2 separate regions of the Triticum aestivum genome follow, and region 2 is linked to region 1. A link is a contact called in public Hi-C data. All regions are on one chromosome and are shown on one strand. The core of a region is the stretch at or near the end of the contact, and the rest is flanking DNA. Distances in the headings are between cores, read along the strand shown. Region 1 overlaps LOC123164931 (protein SWEETIE). Region 2 holds the start of LOC100192144 (WRKY transcription factor 22).

Region 1 (7,007 bases), core at 4,464-6,963:
ATGTATATTATTTGAATCTTCTCTGAATTCTTATATGCATGATTTGATATCTTTGTATTTCTCTTTGAATTATCGGTTTGGTTTGGCCAACTAGATTGGTATTTCTTGCAATGGGAGAGGTGCTTAGTTTTGGGTTTAATCTTGCAGTGTCCTCACCCAGTGACAAAGTAGGGGTAGCGAGGCACGTATTTTATTGTTTCCATCAAGGGTAAAAATATGAGGGTTTCATCATATTGCTTGAGTTTATCCCTCTATATCATGTCATCTTACTTAAGGCGTTACTCTATTCTTATGAACTTAATACTCTAGATGTAGGCAGGAGTTGGTCGATGTGTGGAGTAATAGTAGTAGATGCATAATCATTTCAGTCTACTTGACACGGACGTGATGCCTATATTCATAATCATTGCCTTGGATATCGTCATAACTTTGCGTTTTTTTATCAATCGCTCGACAGTAATTTGTTTACCCATTGTATGCTTTTTTCAAGATAGAAGCCTCTAGTGAAACCTATGGCCCCGGGTATATTTTCCATCATATATTTTCAGATCTATAAACCAAAAAACCCAAAAATACCTTACTGTAATTTATTTGTTTTATTTTGTTTTATGTTTTAGAAATCTTTTATATCTATCTTTATCATATCTCATCCTTGCAATTGATCATGAAGGGATTGACAAACCCTTTATCGCATTGGGTGCAAGTGTTTGATTGTTTGTGCAGGTGCATAGATTGGAGACTTGTTTGTACCTCCTACTGGATTGATACCTTGGTTCTTTAACTGAGGGAAATATTTATCTCTACTTTGCTGCATCACCCTTTTCTCTTCAAGGAAAAACCAACGCAAGCTCAAGAAGTAACACACGGCTATGCCTCTCGCGGAAGCAAATTCGTGCCTCCACGAGAAGTAAATCCATGCCAAAGAAAATGCGGGTTTTTTCCTTGCCGAGGGGCACTGCCATGCTCTCGCGGAAGCAAATCCATGCCTCCGTGAGAAGTAAATCCGTGCCTCCGCGGAAGGGGGAAAATTGTTTTTCGCGCAAAAAACATTAGTCCAAAAGCTAAGAAAAACCATGGGAAACCTGATAAGCCAAAAAAATCATCTAAAAGGCGAAAACGCGTATAAAACACAAATCAAAGGGAACGCCCAGAGCATGACATGTGGCGGCGGCCGAGAAGGAGTACTCGCCAGGGTCCCCTCCTCTGATGAAAGTTCCCTAGTTATTTACATCCTAAGTTATTTGTATAGAAAGTGTGACTCCTGTAACTTGTCTAATGTTTCTTATGATAAGTGGTCCAATTATTGAAGAAAGTGGAACATTGTTTTTGAACACATTACAATCGATGTCACTCATATACACAAGCATATCCTCGCTCCTATGAACGTATGCACGTACTACCTATCCCTATGAGCACCTTCGGAAGACTGGACCAGTCTAGCATCTTGAGATTTTACGAAGTTATCACAGACATCTAGCAGTCGACGAGAACATCTTCTCTCGCTGAGCAAACATCATCGGAAGTTTGAAATAAATTCATCCCGGTTAGATCAGTGGCCGTACTTCTTCGCTTGACCACAAACCATTCAATCGGGTCTTTTTATCTAATAATTTAATCCAGTGAACAATAATGTCACATGCAAATACTTTGACCGAGTATGCTATATCATGAGGGGAGATGCCTGGGAAGAAAAATTATTAGGAATTAATGAAGAGTTTCCTTACTGCCTAAGTCTTGGTTTTCATAGTTAGGCTCGCTCACAGGGAATCTTTTCCGGGGAGGGCGAGTAGTTTAGCAGATAAATTATTAGAATAAAGTTATGTTTATTATGCTAAAATTGGTGGTGGAATAATACATGATAATATGCCGGCCCAGTCTCTCGAAGTTGCTCATAGGGGTACAGTGTGTGTACGTTCATAAGGGTGAGTGTATGCGCGTATATATAAACGTATTGTGTTAAGAAAATTGTCATATTATTTTCTTTCCCCCAGCTGCCTACAAATCTCTTTCTTCACTAAAAAAAACTCTTCATTCAAATTTTCCTTTGGTATATAAGCATCACCAAGATTAATCCAGCGAATGTGCAATTATGTACTCATAATTTATCTGACACTGCACAGTAGTTTTCGGCTGTCTGAAACTATTTCACCCTTGAAGAACAAATACTCTACACTATTCCATCAGTATCTTGAGAGAAGGATGAAATGAACATGTAGCATGCATGTTCATACGATATTTTTTGTCCAAGAATCTGTTCTTTTTTTCTATTTGCTTACGTTGTAGAAATCCATAAATAAAAGCCGGGTGTCTTTGGGCCGGGGGTGCATCAAAGAATCGTTTTGACTAGCTGAATATTGTGTTTTATATGAGCTGAACCAGTCAATATTGGTTGCTTGCTCTAACGTTAATGTCAAAATCGCATGTGTGTCACAGACGGAAAATTAGCGCCTGATCGAAGTCGACGAACGTTTGTACGGAAGGGCACGTCATATGAAGCTTACGTTCATACTGTATATCTGTGTATGCAAGAGCAATTAGTTAAGAAGAGGATATACATGACTAGTGTGCTGGAATTGGAGAGCAGCAAGGTAGCTAGAAGAGCTGCCGTACATGTAGACGTGCGTACCTGGTCCAAATGCGTCAGCGTCGCCACATTTGAGTGCTTGAAATTTCTTTGGTACGGACAACAAGACCCGTGTTTGGAGGCAAAGAAGTCGCAAGTCGCATAGAAGAAAAACACAAGTGCTGACATAAAATTTTCTACGGGAACATACATAGGTGTTCTCCAAGTAACTCTTAGCTTTCTTCATGGTACTTGCAAAAGTCATGCGTTTCTCAATCAAATTTAGATGAAGCGTTCATGATACTAATTAACCCTCACAAACGAAAGAAAAACAATTAATCAACCAGATGCTAAACAAGAACACAAGCTAGGGTTTCATGTACCAAGTAGCTTTAATTAAGTGTGCAAGTTGTGATATAGTTCCATTTCGTTGTTGGGATCTATGGCGCATCACATGGTTTCTGTGTTTGATCACGTTGTGGTAGCGTTGGAGTGCGTGTATACCATGAATATCCGTGAAATGTCCGTTAAACTTGTAGAGCTGGTGCGCATAACTTCCTATGTTTGTATTATTATTGCATGGAGGTCGACTGTATATATGAGTGTATGCGCGTACATATGAGCATGCATCTGTACCGTGTTAAAAAAATCATCTTAAAACATCTACAAAGATGAATACATACGATTGGTTCAGCTAATAGTAATAACTGAACCCCATGTATATGACACCACAAGCAAAACAAAAACTCAAATTCTTGCAAAATCAAGTTAAAAGAGCAGACGTGACGACAAATGATCCACGAAAGGGCGACAAACAAAATTGGACTTCATCTCCCTCTCACGGAGTACCGTGCAGCATATATAGCATAAAGATGTGCTTGGGATTCCGTACAAAGGGTTGACATTAGGGACAAATGGTGATGGCGATAGCTTATCATCAATGGCCTGCTCCGTACGGATACGATGCATCGATAAGCATGGACGTGGCTGCCCGCTTATAATATTAGGAAAACCGTACGTATAACTATAAACCTAAGTAAACGGGACAGCTGCGCGCTGGATCCTAATCAGGTGGTGGTGGTACACGCGTGATCCACGGCTGTTCACATGCTAAGCTCTCTTCCCATGTTATCTCTTTGATTGATTTACTATGCTGATCATGTCACGCGAGCTGCGCCAGCTGACCAAGTCTAATACTCCCTCTTACATTCATATCTACATAAATCTAAGACAATCTTTTTGATACGGAGATACACCTGCATTTAGATAAATCTAAGATAGTTTTTTTGTGACGGAGGTAATATGATTCGGGGATCAGGGGCAAGTGAACTTGAGAGGCAGGAACAATTTATAAAATCTATAAATTTGCAAAATGCAACAAACCAGTCGACGTGATTAACTTGTTATACGGTACATAATGGTCCAAATCACTACGGAACAATTCTAGTCACCTTTTTTTTGCAACAACGAAAAAGTCCAAAAGTAAACAAAAACTACACAAAATGGTCCTCGATCAGGCCATTTATTGAACTTTCGGCTAATTTTATTTTCACACGTTCCATTGACGGGGAGGGCCCACTTGCCAGAGCCATCTTCCTCAACCAATTGTGGGGGCATGCACGATAGCCCGATGTCATCTTCCTCTTCCTAATAATTCGGGGATCAGGGTTAAGTGAACTTGAGAGGCAGGAACAATTTGTAAAGTTTATAAACTTGTAAGATGGAACGAACCCGTCCATATGATGAACTTTTTATACGGGCACATAATGGGTGCAAATGACTATGAAACAATTCTTGTCGCCCTTTTCTTACACCCACAAAAAATCTGAAGGTAAACAAGAATTGCACAAAATGGTCCTCGGTCAGGCCATTAACTGAACTTTCGGCAAATTTTATTTTCACACGTTCCATTGACGGGTGGGGCCCACTTGCCAGAGCCCTCTTCCTCAACCAATTTTGTGGGGCATGCACGATAACCCGATGCCGCTTCTCGTTCCCGTTGCCACGCAGTAACCATGTCCAGTTAGCTCTGCTCGCTATTCTACCCCTCTCCGTATGAGGAATCGACGCAGGAAGCTTCAAACCCTTCATGCAAATACACGTGAGGCCCCACGCACAAGGTCATCATGCCATCCCGAAATGGGCCTAGGCCCCCTTTCCAAAGTTGGCACAAGCGTCCCTTTCCATCCCGACCATGCAAAACAGCTCTATCTCAAACCGATGGACGGAAGAAGACCAGCTATAAACCGTGTGCACTTTGATACTCATCCACTCCATCTGTGATCCACAATGCCCCACTCCCACCTGGTATGCACAGTGCGTAGATCGCCCTTTCCATTCTGGCTTCTTCTAATGGAAAGTGCAAAGGAGAAAAAGGTTTGTGGCGTCTGGGAGAGGATGAATGAGATCCAAATCCACCAGTAACAGCACGGAACCACAGGGTCAGGTATAGGTGTGATCCACTAACCTAACATGGATCATGTGGTTCGCAACAGATCATATATCATTGCCAGAGACGAATGAAGGCTGGACATACCATCTTTCTCCAATAGATTTTTATCATTGCCCAGGCAGAAATATGGACGGATGGATAGACGAATGAATCATCTTTTTGTGGAGAACTCTTTTGGGCGACGTACTGTTGGCACATTCCTGAGGTCATGTCACTGATCAACGTCTGAATGATCAATATGCTGCTCACTCGATCAGCTTTCGGAACAAACCGTGCGATCTACGTTTTCGCTATTTGCTGAAGAGGACGTGTCCGTCCGCGCATGTGCGGCTGCGGGTTCGCTGCTGGCCGTGCTGGAAGGAAGGAGGTGCGTTTGATGATGCGTCTGCGCGTTACAAGGGCAGCCCTTGGCGAGGAACGTTTTGTGACGCCTTCATATGGCGTGAGCATGACTGTGCGCTTTGGATTGAACCTCTTTTGGCTCTGTGAAAATGGCTCCACGACTGGTTTCAGCGGTAGGTTCAGGTATTGACAGAGCTCAAGTTCCACATCGATTCTCCTTTGACAAATACTTATATAGGGCCGGAATAGAGACGGGCCCCGAGCACCCGAGCGTGAAGAAACTTTCGTTGATGAAGTTTGGCGATTTCAAGCGAGGCATATCTTGCTCAGCTCTTGTCTCGCCGCCAATGTCTACATCGGCATGCTTCTCTGACAGACAGTCATCTTGAGGTGGTGCGAGTTCCACTGTTATCCACGGCAGCGACCTCAGCTACTCTGAAGCCTGAACCCCGTCGCCGGCCGAACATCTCAAGTATGTGCACGCTCGATCGTTGTCCTCAGACGTTCGGGAACAATCAACGTGCTAGGGATCAAACTTTATGTATTTTAACAGGTTATAACGGTCACCTTTTGCCTTGAATTTAAGCATAGCATGCTAACATCGCATAAACACATCAGTAAATGCAAGCCACACACGCACTCGACTTCATATATAAGTAATGAATATCCATGACGTCAACAAAATGTCATGATGTAGATCAGGTTCCCATACAAACATGATATCAGCTGGCCTCCTATTCCCAACACAAAGATGAGGCCAGCAATTGCACAGTAGATACATGTGTGCACCCCAGCGTCTGATGTCTGAACTCTCAAGTATTAAAATTTCGATATACAAACTCTACAGCATGCAACCAAAACCCACAGCAAACATGTGAGAACAAGCATACAATACAATCCACGTCATAACTAGGCCAAACTTGCAAGCCCAAGCTACCCATAGCTATGAACAAGAGTCTTCTATCGTGGAGCGATGCTTCTGATCTCACCACACCTCAGGGCAGCCACTTCTTTTAGACTGCAGGCTTGAGCATGCCGATTGTATCATCAAGGTCAGGCAATGAGGATTAAGTGCTTGCAGCTAGGCCAACCTTGTTTTTCATTTCCTATCTTCCGATCAGCATATTTCAATTCTCTACAGTGATGTATGTGGTCTACAACAAGTTCCTCTCAGTTATGATTCTGAGCTTTCACCTACGGATGATTCTGGTTTGGTGTCGGCACTACCAGGGTGTTCGCTTGCATTGCTTGTACTGATATCATTCCCAGATAAGCTAGCATTCGTCGTACCAGGGACATGAGAGGAAGGTGCTAACTCTTCCCCAGACTCCTTGGTATCAACAGTTGATGGCATGTCGCTGCCCTCATTAACCACAACATTTGAACTCTTGTTCAAACTGTTAGTGGAATCATTTCTGCAAGCAATATTTTCATCTAGGGCATCTCCCTCGGAGCTTCGAGTTCCTCGAAGAGCATCCTTCTTGTTATCTTCGATAGCTGAATCAGTGCCCTCATCTTCCAGGTCACCATTATTTCTTTCGTTACAACCAAACTGGTTGTCATGGTCCTGCGGCAATTCACTCAGTGTCTTATCATTCATCAGAACATCCGCCGGTTGCTCCAGGCAATCAACTGTTGGATATCTTGGAA
Region 2 (7,251 bases), core at 2,905-5,404, 210 kb before region 1:
TTCCACACCCCCTTCTCGCCATCGTGTGAGATCACCGGTGGGAAAGACCACGTGATAACGAAGGACGACGATGGGGAGGTATCTTCCCTAGGTTGCTTCTTCTGGTCGCTTTTGGCGAGTATGATCTTGTCGGATGCCGGTCGCTTGGCCATGCTCAAGTCTCCTCCTGGGGTTGTGTTGAGGTGCGGTGGCTACTTCATCATGTCGTTACAGGTGTGCCTCTGTTCCTTTCCATCCTTGCCGCCCACTCTCTCCCCCTCTTAGTCATTTTCCTGCCAAATTTGGCAGTGGTTCCGTCGGATTTGGCACATCTTCCTCCGTGTGGCTCCTCTCCGGCCGGTAGTGGGTGGGTTTTTACGTTTGGTGGTTGGTCGCTTCTGCTCGAAGGCCTTTTGATTTGTGATGGTGTGGGCGTTGCCATCGGTTATCTTTTCCTCATATTGTGCGGGACCTCCACCCCCAGCTTGGGCGACTATAGTGATAATCACAACCCTAGTTGCCTCAAATCCACACACACACACACACACACACACACTCTTGCCACCGTGGGAGATCGCGAGTGGGAAAGCCCAAGCAACCACCAAGGACGGCGGCGACGAGGCATGTTCCCTGGGTTGCTTCTTCTTGTCTCTTTTGGCGAGTGTGATCGTGTCGGATGCCAGTCGCTCTATGCTGCCGTGTCGAGGTGCGGTGGCTACTTCATCATGTCGTTTCAAGTGTGCCTATGTTCCTTGCCATCCTTGCCACGCACTCTCTCCCCCTCTCGGTCATTTTGTTGCCAAATCTGGCAGTGGTTCCGTCGAATTTGGCACATCTTCCTCCTTGTGGCTCCTCTCCAGCCGGTAGTGGGTGGGTTTTGACACTTTGTGGTTGGTCGCTTCTGCTCAAAGGCCTTTTGGTTTGTGATGGTGTGGGTGCCACCGTCAGTTACTTTTTCCTCATATCGTGCGGGGGCCTCCATCCCCAGATTGGGCGACTCTAGCGATAATCACAACCCTAGACACCTCACATCCACCCCCCCCCCATTTCTCACCATCGTGTGAGATCGCCAGTGGGAAAGCCTACGCGACCACCAAGGACGGCGGCGACGAGGTATGTTCCCTGAGTTGCTTCTTCTGGTCCCTTTTTGGCAAGTATGATCTTGTCGGATGCCGGACGCTTGGCCATGCTCCGATCGCTTCTTGAGGCCGTGTCGAGGTGCGGTGGCTACTTCATCATGTCGTTACAGGTGTGCCTCTGTTCCTTGCCATCCTTGCCACCCACTCTCTCCCCCTCTTAGTCATTTTCCTGCCAAATCTGCCAGTGGTTCCGTCGGATCTGGCACATCTTCCTCCTGTGGCTCCTCTCAGGCCGATAGTGGGGGTGTTTGACGTTTGGTGGTTGGTCTCTTTTGTTCGATGGCCTTTTGGTTTGTGAAGGTGTGGGCGTCGTCGCCGGTTATCTCTTCCCCATATCGTGCTGGGCCTCCACCCCGAGCTTGCCAGTTGCGGTGGACTTCATCATAGGTGCTTGCTTGTGCCCCCTCTTCCTCTAGTTTGTGCTCGCCCACCTTCATGGCGCCTCATCTACGGCTTAGGTGACGGTTGGTCTGGTAGTGATGGAACGGTGGCGTTGTTGTTGGGCGATGTTGCGCCTAGGGTCATTCAAGTAGTGTTGTCTTTATGTTTGGTTGTGATTTTGTCACTGGGTGCTTGTGTGTTAGTCGTTGTCATCGTCATGGCTGTCGAGTTTGGGTTGTGTTACAGTTGACTGGTGTCTAGGCTCTTGCAGTAGATGTTTCTCACCTTTTCATTTCGTATGATGCAACCTAAGCTAGGATTGCTCGTCTCCAACTCGTGGATCCGATTCTCTTGGGTATTGATCTTAGGTCATTTAGGTTCTTTCTTTTCGGGTCATGCCTCTTTGGCGTTGTAGGACCTCGCCTTTTGGCGATGTATCTTTTTCTCTCGTAATGAATTGACACCTAACTCTTATACATGGTTCGGGGGAAAATGTGCTATGGCTCTTATACATCCACATTCAACCGAAAAAGGCCATATTTTCATAAGGATTTACACGCCATGTACTTCATCAGTATCCAAAGAAACCAACATCTAAACACTGAATTCACTGAGAAGAGCAACATGAAAATTGGGTAAACGAGGATTGGTTGCAGCAGCAGTACGTTCCAATACACATAGGACCGAGATCCGAGAATCAAAAGGTACCATCCATTGGGCCGGAGCAACATGGTCCTGATCTGCAAAAGCATAACTGCACTGCAGCCAGAAAGCCACTACACACACAAATTGGGCACACAGTGAAAGGGAAGAGACAAGGGGAGCCACCCACACCATGCACCAACTCCCCTTCCTTTCTTCCATTTCTGTCCTCCCTTTATCTCACCCTTCTTGCTCCATCACCTGGGTGCAACTGGGACTGTATCATGATGATCAGTCTAGCTAGTGCACGCACAAATGTAGCACCAAAAACCTCTAGATAAAGCTAGGCAGCCATTGAATGGCCCAAACATGTCAAGAAAGAAGAAGAAGAAGAAAACATTGTCTTTGGGTTTGGTTTAATTATACATGCAGTATACTCTAATCAAGCCATCAAAGAACACTCGCTACTGTATTACTCCAGAGCTAATTAGCACTTAATTACACTAGGCGAATAACTACTGGCCGGCTGGCACTGGGGTTGTAGCATGGATCAGATGCTCTCTTCCACCTCTATCTTTTTTCTTTTCTTTTCTTATGTTTCTACTGCTACCGCTGCTGCTGCAACGAGCCAGGATTATAATGAACAGCATGCTGCTATATATGGCAATGTACGGACGGTAACGGCGGAGTCAACTCCACCCGGCCGCGCCGCCGGGGGCCGTGACCCACGGCGTGACCACGAACGTCTCCTCGACGACGATGCTGGAGTCGCCGCCGTGCACGCACCCCTCCAATATCTTCAGCAGCTCATCCTCGCGGTCCTTCTCGACGTCCATGGGCGGCTGACTTGCGCCGCCGGCGGCCTCGTCGAATTCTGAGTCTTGGTTGTACTCCTCCATGGAGGGCGTGCGCAGGGGCGTCGTCGGGGACATCCCGCCCGACGTCGACTGCGCTGGGCTCGGCTCCGCCGCCGCCGACGACGACTCTTCCTTGGCTTTGGCGGCGGGAGCGCTCTGTCCGGCAGCAGGTTCCGGCGCCTGCTGCCTGTTGCGAGTGGTGCCGGCCAGGGAGTTGCGGTGGGCGGGGGCGGGGTGGCTGTGCTCGCCGCCGGTGTAGGTGAGGATGAAGGAGTTGGGGTCGTCGCGGCAGCGCTCCACCATCTTCCGCGCCTCGCACGCCTTGTCGGTGCTGCACCGGTAGTACCCGCGCGGGTACGGCGACCCCTTGATGGGCTTCTGCCCGTACTTGCGCCACGCCCACGGGTCCGCCGACGTGCCGTCCGCCGCCACCCGCTTCACCACCTTCTTCACCACCTTCTTCCTGCACAGACGCCAACCATCCACGCGCACGCGTGAGCACAAGCATACACGATAAGCCAGCAACATTTTATTTCGAAAAAATTCAGAGTGTTCGGGACGTACTTTCTCTTGGATCTCGACCCTTCGCCGACAGGGCCTTGCCCGCCCGCGGTCAGCAGCATCGGAGGCGGCACCGCCTCGTCTTGCTGCATCGGGACCATTTCTTGGTTCGTTGGCGCCGCTGGCTGCTGCTGCTGCTGCGGCGGCGGCGGCGGCTGAGGCGAGGACGGCAGCGCCGCGGACGGCGCGAAGAAGGCAATGGAGAGCTCGTCGACGGCAGCAGAGCCCCCGTCGACGGGAGGATCAGGGAGCAACGCCGCCGCGTCAGGCATCCCGTGGTCCTCCACGACGGGCGCGGGCGGGGGGAAGAAGGAGGAGAAGGGGTCCTCCGAGGGCGGCGGCGGGAGGACGCGGCCGCGGCAGGCGAAGCGCACGACGGCGTTGAGGTCCCAGTCGTTGCCGCCTCCGCCGCCGAGGTAGTAGCACCCGGCGTCCCTGTCCATGGTCGGCTCGCGCGGGGAGAGTTGGTTCTTGCTGGCTATGGAGGAAGGAAAGGAGGGGGGCGCTGACTTTTGGTTCTAGTTTATTGTTGGCGCTGTTGGTGGGAGGAGAGAGATGGTGGTGGTGGGGATGGGCATTGGATCCGGCCTCGCTCGTGGTGTCTGAAAAGGAGGAGAGAGGGGGGCGAGGGGGCTGCGTTTTATCGGGAGCCGGCCTCGTGGTCTCTGGAGGGGTGGGGCAAGGTCCCCACTTGACTTTTGCGACAAAGTCAAAGGGGTGAGAGAGTGAGAGGGCAGGGGGGGACAGAGCACGGTCGATTCTAGGAATATGTTTTCACCGTTGCTTTCTTTCTCTCTTTTTTTTGGTGGGGACCTTTTTCACCGTTGCTGGAGGAGCAAGAGCGCAACACATGTGAACGTACAGTTTTTTTTTCTTTTTTATTTTCTTTCAGTACTCATATGGCAATGAGTATATTTTTTGCGATTATTCTTTTTTCTTGCGAATATTCTACCGTGTAAATTATTTGCTTACCGATGTTTAATTTCTATAGGATGCGCATTGGTCATTCGTAACACTATGTAATATATAATATATCAACACGATACATTCGTATAAAGCGCCAGATATGATGGCGTCAGGTAGAATTTCTCTAAGCCAGTCATTGGCCATTGATAACATCGTGTAATGTACATTACATCAACGCAATGCATCCATATAACGCTTGGCGTCTGGTAGAATTTCTAAGCCGCTCAGTGACCATTGATAACAATGTGTAAGAGAAATATATCAACTCAATGCATTTCTATAACGCGGCAAATATGATGGTGTCAAGTATAATTTCTACGCTGCTCATTGGCCATTGATAACATTATGTAATATAAAATATATCAACTTAATGCATTCATATAACGCGACCGATATGATGGCGTCAGGTCCAGTTTCTAGGCCGCTTTGTCGTCCATTGATAACACTGTGTAATATAAAATATATCAACTCAATGCATTCGTATAACGCGACAAATATGATGGCGTCAGGTAGAATTTGTAGGCCGATCATTGGCCATTGATAGCATTGTGTAATCTAAAATATAGCAACTTAATGCATTCGTATAACGCGGCCGATATGATGGCGTCCAGTCGAATTTCTAGGCCCCTCATTGGCCATTGATAACAGTGTGTAATATAAAATGTATAACTTACTGTATTCATATACTGTGAACGATATGATGGCGCCAGGTCGAATTTCTAGGCAACTCATTGGCCATTAACACTATGTGATATAAAACATATCAACTCGATGCACTCGTATAACGCGACAAATATGATGTCGTCAGATAGAATTTCCAGGCCGCTTATTGGCCATTGGCAACACTGTAATGCACAACTTATCAACGCGATACTTCGTATAACGTGACATAATGTGATGGCGTCATAATTTCTAGCCCGCTTATTGGCCATTTATAACACTATATGATGTGAACTTTTTCAACCTACTATAACGCGACAAGTATGATGGCACCAGGTAGATTTTCTAGGCCGCTTATTGGCCATTTATAACACTATATGTTATAAACTTTATCAACCCACTATAACGCGACATGTATGATGGCGTCAGGTAGATTTTCTAGGCCGCTTATTGGCCATTGACTACACTATATAATGCACAACTTATCGGCGCAATACATTCGTATAACGTGACATATATAATGGCGTCAGGTTGATTTTCTAGGCCGCTTATTGGCCATTTCTAACACATGATTTGAAGTTTATCAACCCATTATAACGCGACAAGTATGATGGCGTTCGGTAGAATTTCTAGGCTGCCTTGTGTGACGCCATTGGAGTTTTTATAATGCACTGTCTATTGTGTCATGTTTTCTTTTTCAAAGCACATATAAATATTTACAAAATGAGAAGTGACTTGCCCGAGGCTGATAATTCTTTTCTGCACTACATAAGTTTTACGTGGATATTCCTGCAGTATTTTGAATGATTTCTCTTCAGGAATACACAAAGCTTGTGTATCCTTGCATTGATAGAAGGAGTAGAATGAGTACATAAAAGGATACAACAAATGACACGAACGCATGCAGGCATGAACATGATGCCCGAGGCAGAGAGACAAGGGATGCTCGGCCCGTACAGAGGATACATCACAACAAAATCTACCAAACCCGAACCAAGAACAGCAATGCTGAACCAACAAGAACACCAACATCGACAGATCCAAAACTGGGGACACCGTGAGCGAGCAAGATAGCGCCTTCAAGAAAGAAGACGACGTTGAGACGCCGTCGCCATCCGATCCAGAGGAACCAGACCTACGGTTTTCCCTGAGCTCGAAGAGGGGCCCAGCCAAGGGCCTTGACAGCGGCTCCAAGATGGGAACGATGTACGCACACGCCGCCGCCGCCAGCACTGGCAAGCCGAGCAGGGATTTCTCCCTGGCCTGAATAAGCAATCCTATCGCCACCGTAATTGGAAAGGAAGATGAGGAGCCAAACGCTGGTCGGAGCCACCATGTAGGAAGGGGTTGGCGGGGCTGCACCTGCCGTCGATGGGTGGCACCACCTCCGAACACGCGAGCATTGGATCTGGCAAAAAGAAAGGGCTTTGAGATGTCCAACATAGGGCAGGCAACGAAGCAAACCATGAGGGGGTGGGGCGACGGTGAACGGCAACGCCGGCAATCTAGGACTAGAGGAACGCAAACCCTAAATGTTGTGGCCATAGCCGTCGGGACATCGGGGAGCCATGCGAGCTGGAAGGGACGTAGTTGCTGGTCCCCGAGGCCGGAGGCGCCCGGCAGAGGACGCCGACAACCATGGAAACCGGAGAGACGCGGGTCCAAAGTCGCCGGGTTGAAACAGTGCCAACAAGAACCCGCCTTGAGGAGCTTCGTGACTGCCACTATCCTTGTAGTCTCGTTGCCTCCACATGAGTCGTCACCGTGGCTTGGGGAAGGTAGCGCCGCCGGAGACGAGAGGGGGCCGCCTGCGCATGGAAGGCAGGCTGCGAACACCCCCTTGACCGGGCGGCAGTCCCCTTGCCCAACCCATGGCCAACAACGGCATCAGCAGGGCTGGGCCGTGTCGCGTACGGGAGGAGGGAAGTACTGCAGGGGAGGGTGCCCATGGCCATGGCCAGGCACGTCACGCTCGCCGTTGGACCTGCAGGAGCGAGCAGTAGCTGGGAGGGGTTCGTCCGCACAAAAGCTTGGGGATGCGAGGCGGGAGGGAGGGTGCATGGGGG

The links. A called contact is a pair of places that touch in the nucleus more often than the background predicts.
Region 2: a contact with region 1 is called in a Hi-C map of leaf, with 2.5 times the contacts expected there. The contact joins the promoter of LOC100192144 here to the enhancer-like site in region 1. A contact is called at or near these places in 2 of 5 Hi-C or Micro-C datasets (leaf and an unstated tissue).

Annotation. Positions count from the first base shown.
Region 1 is chr7D:430,771,152-430,778,158 of IWGSC CS RefSeq v2.1, reverse strand. LOC123164931 (protein SWEETIE) reads right to left here. Exons shown (of 48, transcript XM_044582547.1): 48 at 5,974-7,007. The coding sequence ends at 6,532. Among protein-coding and RNA genes, the nearest start is that of LOC123164931, 35 kb to the right of the region's middle. Within about 2 kb of position 5,713, at least 1 of the 8 cell types and tissues checked has an H3K27ac peak or open chromatin away from gene starts, as enhancers often do.
Region 2 is chr7D:430,978,052-430,985,302 of IWGSC CS RefSeq v2.1, reverse strand. It overlaps LOC100192144 (WRKY transcription factor 22), which reads right to left and starts at 4,154. Exons shown (of 2, transcript XM_044583742.1): 1 at 3,563-4,154; 2 at 2,592-3,461. The coding sequence starts at 4,002. The coding sequence ends at 2,831.